2 separate regions of the Ovis aries genome follow, and region 1 is linked to region 2. Evidence: chromatin contacts called from public Hi-C data. All regions are on one chromosome and are shown on one strand. The core of a region is the stretch at or near the end of the contact, and the rest is flanking DNA. Distances in the headings are between cores, read along the strand shown. Region 1 holds the start of MRAS (muscle RAS oncogene homolog). Region 2 has its middle 24 kb from the start of TRNAC-ACA.

Region 1 (5,164 bases), core at 129-2,628, 550 kb before region 2:
GATGGGTTTATCAGATGTGTAAAGCTGGTTCCAAGTTATCATTAAGGTCTGTCTACAAAAAGAACATCCTCAAAAACGATACTGATAGGAGACTTCACTGGTGGTCCAGTGGTTAAGACTTCACCTTCCAGTGCAGATGGTGTGGGTTCGATCCCTGGTTGGAGAGCTAAGATCTCACATGCCTCAAGAACAAAAATAAAATAAAAACATAAAACAGAAGCAATATGGTAACAAATTCAATAAAGACTTTAAAAATGGTCGACATTAACGGGACATTAAAAGGACACTGGCAATCAAAACTACAGTGAGATACCACTTCGCCATCGCCACTACTAGGATGGCTATAATCAAAAAGACAGATGATAACAATTGTTGGTGAGGATGTGAAGATGTGGAACACTCATACACGGTTGGTCGAATGTAAAATAGCAGCTGCTTTGGAAACCAGTTTGGGGGTTCCTCCAAATGTCAAACATGGCATATGGTCCACAATTCTACTCCTAGGTATATACCTAAGAGAAATGAAAACATAAGTTCATACAAAGACTTGTACATGAATGTTCATAGCAGTTTTATTCATAATAGCCTCAAAGTACGAACCATCTAACTGTCCATCAGCTGGTCAAAGATAAAATGTAGCGTGTCCACACAGCCCAGTCTATTCAATCACAAAAGGGAATGAAGCATTGCTACACGTTGCAACGTTGATGAACCTCGAAAAAATCCTGTGAAGTGAAGGAAGCTGGGTCACAAAAGAGCGCATGCATGATTCCACTTTCCTGAAATGTCCTGAGTAGGCAAATCCATAGAGACAGAAAGTAGAGTAGCGGTTTCCAGCAGCCAGTAGGAGGAGGGAATGGGGAGTAACTGTAAATGGCTTTTCTTCTTCTTCTTCTTCTTCTTCTTCTTCTTCTTTTTTTTTTTTTTTAAAGGGGAGGTAGTGTTATGAAAGTGATCTGGAACTAGGTAATAGTGATGGTTGCACAACTTTGTGAATATATTAAAAACTACTCTATTGCCCACTTTAAAAGCTGGAATTTTTTGGTGTGTGAATTATATCTCAGTTTTTAAAATCAGGGGAACATGATGCCGATGGAGAGGAGTCAGCGGAACTGAAAAAATGAAATGGATCGCGAGTGTCGCCTGTCCCCGTGCATCGCCTCCATCTGAACGAACTTTAGGCTCAAAAACCGGCACCGAGGGGGCCTTCGGGAAGCGACGCTGGGGACTGGATCTAGGAAGAAACACGGCGCGGGATTCGAAGGGAATGCGGTTAAGGTGGCGGCCTGGGATCGCCTAGGACAGGGGAGGCGTCTGTAGGCTCCGAAGTTGGCCGGGCGGGAGCGGAGATTTAAAGGCTGGAGCGCAGAGGCTCTTAAAGAGGCCCGGGCGAATTCCCACTCGGCGTCCACCTTAAAGCCACCTCCCGGGCGCCAGTGGTCGGACCCGGGTAAGTGCGCGGGACCGCGGGGGAGGCCCGGTACGCGTGCCCTGCTGGGTCCCGGGAGCTCGGCGCAGGTGGCACAAACCTCGTGAGCCGCGCGTCCTCGGAGTCTGGGGCCCGCGGGGGTGGCAGGGTCGCAGCGCCGGGCCCGGCCCCCCCAGCGCCTACGGAGGCGGCGCTCTATTTTTAGCAGGCGCTGTTGCAATATAAGGAATGCGCGGCTCGCCAGGCGCTAGGCTGGGGCGCGCGCGGGCTGCGCGGTCGCTTTAAGGAGGCGCCGGGGCGGGGACCGGCCGAAGCGGCCGGGAGGCCGCGGGCCCAAAGCCGTCAGTCCGGCCGCCTTGGGGCCCGGAGGGCGCGGCGCTGTCTTCTGGTTGGCGCGGGCATGGAGGAGGTGGCCTGAGGCCGGAGCCAAGCTGGGCTGGAGTGCGCGGTGAGAGGTCGGGGCGGGCTGGGAGGGAGGGGACCGGCCGGGCGCTTTGTTCCGGGCGGGAGGTGTGGCCGCCCCGGGCCGGGCCGGAGGACGGCGCTTGGGGACTGGCCTTTTGCCCCCATCTCAGGCTCCAGCGTAACTGTGTGCGATCGAGAAGTCGGCGACGATCGGGACCCCAGTGAGATGGGCCTGCTCACCACCTAAAAAGCCCCTTTCATGGTAACCGCCTTTGGGTTCCTTTTTCCTCTGGCGAGAAGCCGCGGGGAGTGGGCGGCGGGTCTCGAGTGGGATGGGGAAGGGTTGGTGGTGGCTCTTTATATTTTTAGAGGGGCGTTAACGAGGGCAGGGATCTGTCGAGAGAGTTGTCACATTTGTCTGAATGATAAAAAGCAGACTGCTGCATTAACAGTCTTTTGCGGCGCCACAGGGCTTGGGGCTCTGGTCACCACCAGGGCCCCGGCTCATTCATTGAATGGAACCTGCAGGGGCTCCCACTGCGTGTGGGGCACAATGCCAGATCCTGTGCCGCGGGGAAGGTAGGAGTGCAAAGTGAGCCCTGTGTGTCGGTTCTGGGGTCAGGGGAGCACAGGGGCTGTGGGAACAGACAGCGTGGAGGGTCAGGGAAGGCCTCCTAAAGGAGGTGATGCCTGGCAGAGCATGGGCACTGGACACCCAGATAGACTGTGGCTGGCCCTGAGGTCTGTGCTGGCTAGGGCCAGAGGCCAGTCTGGAGAGGCAGACAAGGGCCACTTCATATGGGCCCTGATCCCTGCGCTCTGGGATTGTCCCTCCTTTCCCACCCAGCCCCTACTCCTAGTAAACCTCTTTGGACTAGAATGGTTCTTGTCCCTCCAAGACTCACACTGTGTCCTGGACCTGACCAGAGAGGGTAACTGACAAGGCTCAGATCTGTAGCCTCAAAAGAGTGACCTTCCGCACAGCAGGAATGATGAAGAAATCTGACCAAAAAGCCCCGAAGCTCCACTGTAATAATAGCTGCCAGCAGGGCTTTCACAGACCAGGCACTTGACGTGTATATGCTTGCTCATCATTTGACGAGACTCCAGAAGGGTCTTCTTATTACCCCCATGAAGATGGGGTACAGGGGCTAGAAAGAGTCAGTAACTTGCCCAGGATCCTATCTAGGGTCCATGTAGACCCTCAGCTCTCCAGCCCTTCTGGGGAGGGTCTGGCTGCCCTGGCTTCATGGCTCCCGGTGCAGCCTGTGTTAGGCTTTGACTCCGTTGCCTTTCACTGGTTGGTTCAAGTGTGGGGTGGTGAGCTGCTGGTATTAATAACTGACACGTGTCAGGGGCTTTGCAGCAAACACAGCATTTTCACCATGACAATTCTTAAGAGTTGCTCCTGCTTCTCATCCCAGGAAAGAAACTTGAGCTGGCTAACATTTTTGTAAATCTCCCAATTTCCTATAAATCGCATTTCCCTGCTGACTAGGGGACTGAATATGTTTTGGGTCATGATTTTGACCCTCAGTTTCTTCTCATTCCTAGCAGCTAGTTAGCTTCTCTGTCTGTGGATTAGGGTGTAGTTTGTCCTTTCTCTGCTAGGTCAGGAGGTTTGAAGCTTTGATGCTCTGGAGTTTTGGAAGCTACAGGGTCTGCCAGCTTCTATGGGGGTGGGGTGGGTGTTGTGTAAGCCAGGAGCTCTAGCAGAAACTGCCCCTTACCCGCCTACTTCAGCGTTTCCTTACGGGACGGGGGGCGATCAAGGCCCTCTGCTGAACACTGGTGAGGCAAGTGACAGTTGTCCAGGGCTGCCAGCTCTGTGTGTATTTGCCACCACTTATGTTTTCACCTGCCTAAGATATCTTTGTGACAGGTATAACTTTTATTAGCTCTAACCACAGGTATTTCACACTTTCGGTTGATCTGAGTTGCTTAGAGAGAGACAAGTCCATTATCCCTGGGGTTGGCTCCTGAGCTTGAGTGATCACGTGGAACCAGGGAAGACTTCTGGGCTCTGATGGACTGAACCAGTTCCTGGAGTGTCTGGGTTTAATATCAGCTCGATTCACAAGTTGACCAGCCTGCTGGATCAAGTAACTTCTTGGGGAAATATGACCTCCATTTTATATTTCACAACTGGTGTCATCACTGTCTCCCAATGAAATGCCCCATAAGGAGTATGCCTCCCTGGAAGCACTTGGAAACATACCTGCTCATGAATATCATGTAGTTTGCACAAAACACAAGCATGTGAACTATATAGGAACACATTCTTGTGCAAAGTTGGGATGTTCTTAAGCATCCAAAAAGTGTGCATTGAGCTCCAAAGGCTCCAGGCCTGGGGCAGGTATCTGACTAGCTAGAAGTTACAGTTACCTTTGTCTGGGGATGGGAGAAAAGAAGGATGCTTCTGATTGCAAATAACAAAACCCAAGTAGTAGTGGATTAAGCAGAGTTTAGATCTCCCAAAGATGCTCTCAACTCTGGTGAAGTCTCTATACAGGGATGGGATATTAATGCCATTTCCAGCAAGTTCTTGCATAGGACAGGCAGCCAAGAAGGCTGAGTGTTCAGAGCAATGGTTTTTACCTTCTTGGGCCACTACCTCTTTAATATGCCAGTGAGACGCCCAGAGAAACATTGCTTGGATGTATGAAGTTAGGCATACAGTTTGGGAGATTTGTGGATCTCTGATAATGAGCCCTGGATCCCAGGCTAGATCCCCTGCTTCACTACTGTTCACTGAGCACCTGCTCTGAGGCTCTGACCTCCCAGCCAGGCCAGCAGGCTGTCGTAGCAGAGCCGGACGGGCATAATTCTCAGCCATGAGAGGAATTCCATGCAATCAGCCAGCAGATCTGTCTTGTGGAACTCTGAGAACAAAGTGCTGCCATCCCCTGTTCAGACAACAGAGGACGTTGTCAAGGCCAGGGGGACATCTGCACTGCACGCTTTGGTGTCTGCCGTGCATCCCTTGGTGCCCATCTCTAGTCTTCCAGGTAACATTCTTGCTGTCATAACGAGGCTGGTGCTGCGTATTCCGACTCCCCACCCCTGGCCATCTACTGAGCCTCACCACCGAGCCCAGGGTCTGTTACCCGCTGGCATGATCCAAGACGGCTTTCTGCAGTCATCCGCATTGTAGGAGTCATGAAGTAGCAGTGTGTATTTAGCTTTTAAATGTCCCTATCATTGTCCTTTCATGTTTTTTTAAAATATTCATTTATTTGGCTGTGTTGCGTCTTCGCTGTGGCATGCAGGATCTTTAGTTGTGGTGTATGAACTCTTAGTTGCAGCATGTAGGATCTAGTTCCCTGACCA
Region 2 (4,859 bases), core at 1,504-4,003:
GGCTGCCCTGTCCCTGGGATTCTCCAGGCAAGAGCACTGGAGTGGGTTGCCATTTCCTTCTCCAATGCATAAAAGTGAAAAGTGAAAGGGAAGTCACTCAGCTGTGTCCGACTCTTAGTGACCCCATGGACTACAGCCTACCAGGCTGCTCCATCCATGGGATTTTCCAGGCAAGAATACTGCAGTGGGGTGCCATTGCCTCCTCCGGAGGTTGCTCTAATCTGGAGTTCACTGCAGAGAGGATTGTGGTGAAGAAGTCACCTTGAACTTTTGGGACTTCCCTGGTGGTCCAGCAGTTAAGACTTCATCTCCCAATGCAGGGAGTGAGTGTTCGATCCCTGATCAGGGAGCTAAGATACCTCTTGGGCAGAAAACCAAGACATGGAACAAAAGCAACATTGCAACAAATTCAATAAAGACTTTTGAAAAAACAAACAAACAAAACCCTGCATTTGTGTGCAAACAGTTGCTTAAGCAAATAATAATGGCTAACATTTATTGAACACTTGCAATAAGACAGGTACTGCTCTAAGCCGTTTGTGATGTATTTTCTGAAAACTACTAAAGGCTAGCTAATATTATTATTAGCTTAGTGTTACAGATGTGAAAGCTCAAGCACAGGTGAGTAGTATTTTCAGGGTCCTAGGGCTGATAAGAGACGTTAGTGTGTAGAGCTTAGCTGTGGCCAACTCTTTGCAACCCCATGGACTGTATCCCACCTGGCTCCTCTGTCTATGGGATTTCCCTGGGCAAGAATACCGGAGTGGGTTGCCATTTCCTTCTCCAGGGGATCTTCCTGACCCAGGGGTTGAACCCTCGTCTTCTGTGTCTCCTGCATTGGCAGGCAGATTCTTTACCAGTGAGCCACCTGGAAAGCTGATATAAGATGCTGCTGGAGTTAAAATCCAGTCAGTCTAGCTCCAGTCAGTGGTCCTGACCACCATGCTGAGGGGCCTGGCTTGGAGTCCCAGACTGAGGATTTGGTTCAAAGTGTGCCCACATTTAAAAGTGAGATGCTGTTAAATCACTTCCCAAGAAGGCTGTGTCATTCTCTGGTCCTACCAGAGTGAGCATAAAGGTGGTCTCTTTCCCCTCCAAGGAATATGTTTTCTTCATTTTCTACCCTGGGTTTGGGTATACAGAAATGCGATACACCCAGCATAAGGTCCACCATAAAGAAGGTAGGTGACTGAGGGCTGCTAACCAAAGGAATCATTGGGACTTCCCTGGTGGTCGAGTGGCTAAGAATCCGCCTTGCAATGCAGAGGTTTGGTACCTGGTTGGGGAACTAAGATCCCCAGTGCTTCCAAATAAATCAATAAAAAATAAAAAAATAAAATGATTGGATGGATGAAGTGGGGCATCAGGAGTGCCATTGCACAGTGTGGGGTCTTGCCTTGATATGGAGCATTTTTAAAGTCTTTATTGAATTTGTTACAATATTGCTTCTGTTTTGCCTCTTGGCTTTTTGGCAGGAGGCATGGGAGATCTTAGCTCCCGGATCAGGGATTGAACCTGTACTCCCTGCACTGAAAGGGGAAATTTTAACCACTGGACCACCAGGGAATCCTGCCTTGATATTAATTCATTTAATACAAGTGTGAAGTGTTCCTTATTTTCCTTATTTTTCTCTTCTTACCTCAGAGTGGCTGCTCTCTGCCCCTGATGAAGTGTTTTCTTCTGATAAGAAAGGCCTTCTGTGACCATCCTGTATAAAACAAGAATCCCCACATCACCCTACAGTTCCATAATCCTCTTACTCTTTTTCTCCATTGCACCTATCCCTTTCTGACACCTATTTACTACTTTTACCACTTCTATTTTATTGCTTATCTCCTTGGTCTCCCCTTCTCTCTTCCACAACAGAATATAAGCTTCACAAAGGAAGTGGCTTTGTTTGTTTTAATCACTCATTTATCATCAGTGCCAAGGACATTTCCTGGCCTTACTAGCAGTTCAGACAATATTTGGTGAAGATGGCGCTTATTCTTCTCTGTTCCAGGAGCTGGAGCTGCAGCAGCCAGTGGGACAGAGGACCTGCCCTCAAGGCCCGATAGGAAACCTGACTGGGCCTAGGAGGCTGGAGATGCTCTCGGGGCGGGGCTGAAGGTCACTTGCATCTTTTAAGGAAATTTCTAGAAGAGGCAGCCAGTGCTCTCAGAGACGCGGCCCGCCCGCCCCACAGCGCCTCCTGGCGGCCTCCCTGCGGGCGGAGCAGGAGCCGCGCGGGGCTGCGGAGGGACCTCCCTCTTGCTTGCGCACTGGGGACCCCGCGAGCTCTCCGGCCGCTTCTTCCCGACTTTCAGATACTTCTGTTTTCGGCCGTGGCGGAAAGAGGAAGGAGGACTGGGGAAGGGCGAAGTGAGGGGCGGGGCCGACAGGGAATTGGAAGGGAGGTCAGAATCTTGACGACTTCTTCCTCCGCGTCATCCGCAAGACATGTTTATTCAGTTTCGAGGTCCCCTCATTTTGGGACATGCTTGCTTTTCCTCCGGACCCCTTCGAGTGTTATCTTCTTTCCCTTCCTCCCACACCTCGCGAGGCGAGGAGCGAGGTCAGAAGGCGGAGACGAGTGCCGTGCTTATGTCCTCCTGGGACACGAAGTCCCTCGGCATTGTCCTGGGCTTTGAGATCAGGCAGGCGGGGCTTCCGTGTTTGCGTTCGGGCTCCACGGTCGGCGGGCACTGGGCGCGTCGCTTCGGGCTTGGTTTGGTGGAAGCCCTGCCCTACGACCTACTGGGAAGGAAGAGCCTGCCCGCGCCGAGGTCAGGACGCCACCTGGCGGCCGAAGCCCGCGTCCCGCAGCCCATGTGCGCCTTGTACGTGCATGCTGAGTCGCTTCAGTCTTCCCTGACTTGATTCCCCTCGCAAGAACACTGGAGTGGGTTGCCATGCCCTCCTCCAGGGCATCTTCCCCAGCCAGGGATGTCTCTTACCTCTCCTGCATTGGCAGCCGGGTTCTTTACCACTGGCGCCACCACCGCCTTGAGGGGCTCTTTGAGCACAGGGATCCCGGTGTTGGCGTCACTTCCCAGGCTCTGCCCTCCTGCCGTTAACACAGGATCCCTGGGTCTATTTCACTTCGTGATTGGATCATTTGGAATAGGCATGTTAAGGTGGTATTCGGTGCTGTTGTTGTTGCTAGGTCGTGTCTGACTCTGCGACCCCATGGACAGCGGCACACCAGGCTTCCTTGCCCTACACTATCTCCTGGAGCTTGCTCAAACTCATGTCCATTGAGTCGGTGATGCCATCAAGCCATCTCATCCTCTGTCACCCTCTTCTCCTCCTGCCCTCAATCTTTCTGGGAAAGGGTCTTTTCAGGGTCTTTTCCAATGAGTCACCTCTTCATGTCTGGTGGCCAAAGTATTGGAGCTTCAGCTTCAGCATCGTTCCTTCCAATGAGTATTCAGGGTTGTTTTCCTTCAGGTTTGACTATATTGATCTCATTGCTGTCCAAGGGTCTCTCAAGAGTCTTCTCTAGCAATTTGAAAGCATCAGTTCTTCAGCACTTAGTCTTCCTTATGGTCCAACTCTCACATCCATACATGAATACTGGAAAAACTATAGCTTTTTTACTAGACAGATCTTTGTTATAAAGTGATGTCTCTGCTTTTAGTATGTCTGAGTTTGTCATACCTTTCCTTCCAAGGAGCAAGCTACAGTCACTGTAGTCATGGCTATAGTCACTGTCTGCAGTGATTTTGGAGCCCAAGAAAAGAAAATCTGTCACTGTTTCCACTGTTTCCCATCTATTTGCCATAAAGTGATGGGATCAGATGCCATGATCTTTGTTTTTTGAATGTTGGGTTTAAAGCCAGCTTTTTTACTCTCCTCTTTCACCCTCAAGAGGCTCTTTAGTTCCTCATCACTTTCTTCCATTAGAGTGGTTTCATCTGAAGTTGTTGATATTTCCCTGGCAATTATGATTCCAGCTTGTGATTCATCCAGCCTGGCATTACGCATGATGTACTCTGCACGTCAGTTAAATAAGCAGGGGGACAATATAAACCTTGACATACTCCTTTCCCAATTTTGAACCAGTCCATTGTTCTATATCCAGTTCTAACGATTTCTTTTTTTTTTTAATATTGTGTGTGTATGTGTGAACCATTTTCAAAGTCTTTATTGAATTTGTTAACAATATTGTTTCTGGTCTATGTTTTGTTTTTTGGCCATGAGACATGTGGGATCTTAGCTCCCCAACCAGGGATCGAACATGCACCCCCTGTATTGGAAGGTAAAGTCTTAACCACTAGACTGCCAGGAAGGTCCCTAATTATTTCTTCTTGACTTGCATACAGGTTTCTCAGGGGACAGGTTAGGTGGTTTGGTATTCCCAGCTTGTTAAGAATTTTCGACGGTTTGTTGTGATCTGCAGTCAAAAGCTTTCACGTAGTCAATGAAGCAGATGTTTTTCTGGAATTCCCTTCCTTTCTCTATGATCCAATGGAGGCTGGCAATTTGATCTCTGGTTCCTCTGCCTTTTCTAAACCCAGTTTGTACATCTGGAAGTTTTCAGCTCATGTCCTTCTGAAGCCTAGCTTGGAGGATTTTGAACATTACCTTGCTACCATGTGAAAGGAGTTCAATTGTGCAATAGTTTGAATGTTCTATGGCATCTTCCTTCTTTGGGATTGTAATGACACCTGACCAGTCCTGTGGCCACTTCTGAGTTTTCCAAATTTGTTGACATATTGAGTATATAACTTTAACAGCATCCTCTTTATGATTTGAAAAAGCTCAGCTGGAATTCCATCACCTCCACTAGCTTTGTTCGTAGTAATGCTTCCTAAGACCCACTTGACTTCACACTCCCAGATGTCTGGCTCTAAGTGAGTGACCATACCATTGTGGTT

The links. A called contact is a pair of places that touch in the nucleus more often than the background predicts.
Region 1: a Hi-C map of hypothalamus shows a contact between it and region 2, with 4 times the contacts expected there. The contact joins the promoter of MRAS here to the enhancer-like site in region 2. A contact is called at or near these places in 2 of 16 Hi-C or Micro-C datasets (hypothalamus and tail adipose tissue).

What each region holds. Positions count from the first base shown.
Region 1 is chr1:251,419,579-251,424,742 of ARS-UI_Ramb_v3.0, reverse strand. MRAS (muscle RAS oncogene homolog) reads left to right here and starts at 1,378. Exons shown (of 6, transcript XM_004003306.5): 1 at 1,378-1,450. It overlaps LOC121817295 (a long non-coding RNA gene), which reads right to left and starts at 1,652. Exons shown (of 2, transcript XR_006057149.2): 1 at 1,530-1,652.
Region 2 is chr1:250,868,650-250,873,508 of ARS-UI_Ramb_v3.0, reverse strand. No RefSeq gene overlaps it. Among named protein-coding and RNA genes, the nearest start is that of TRNAC-ACA, 24 kb to the left of the region's middle. Within about 2 kb of position 2,753, at least 43 of the 54 cell types and tissues checked have an H3K27ac peak or open chromatin away from gene starts, as enhancers often do. A contact at or near this core is called in hypothalamus and tail adipose tissue, where this site is marked.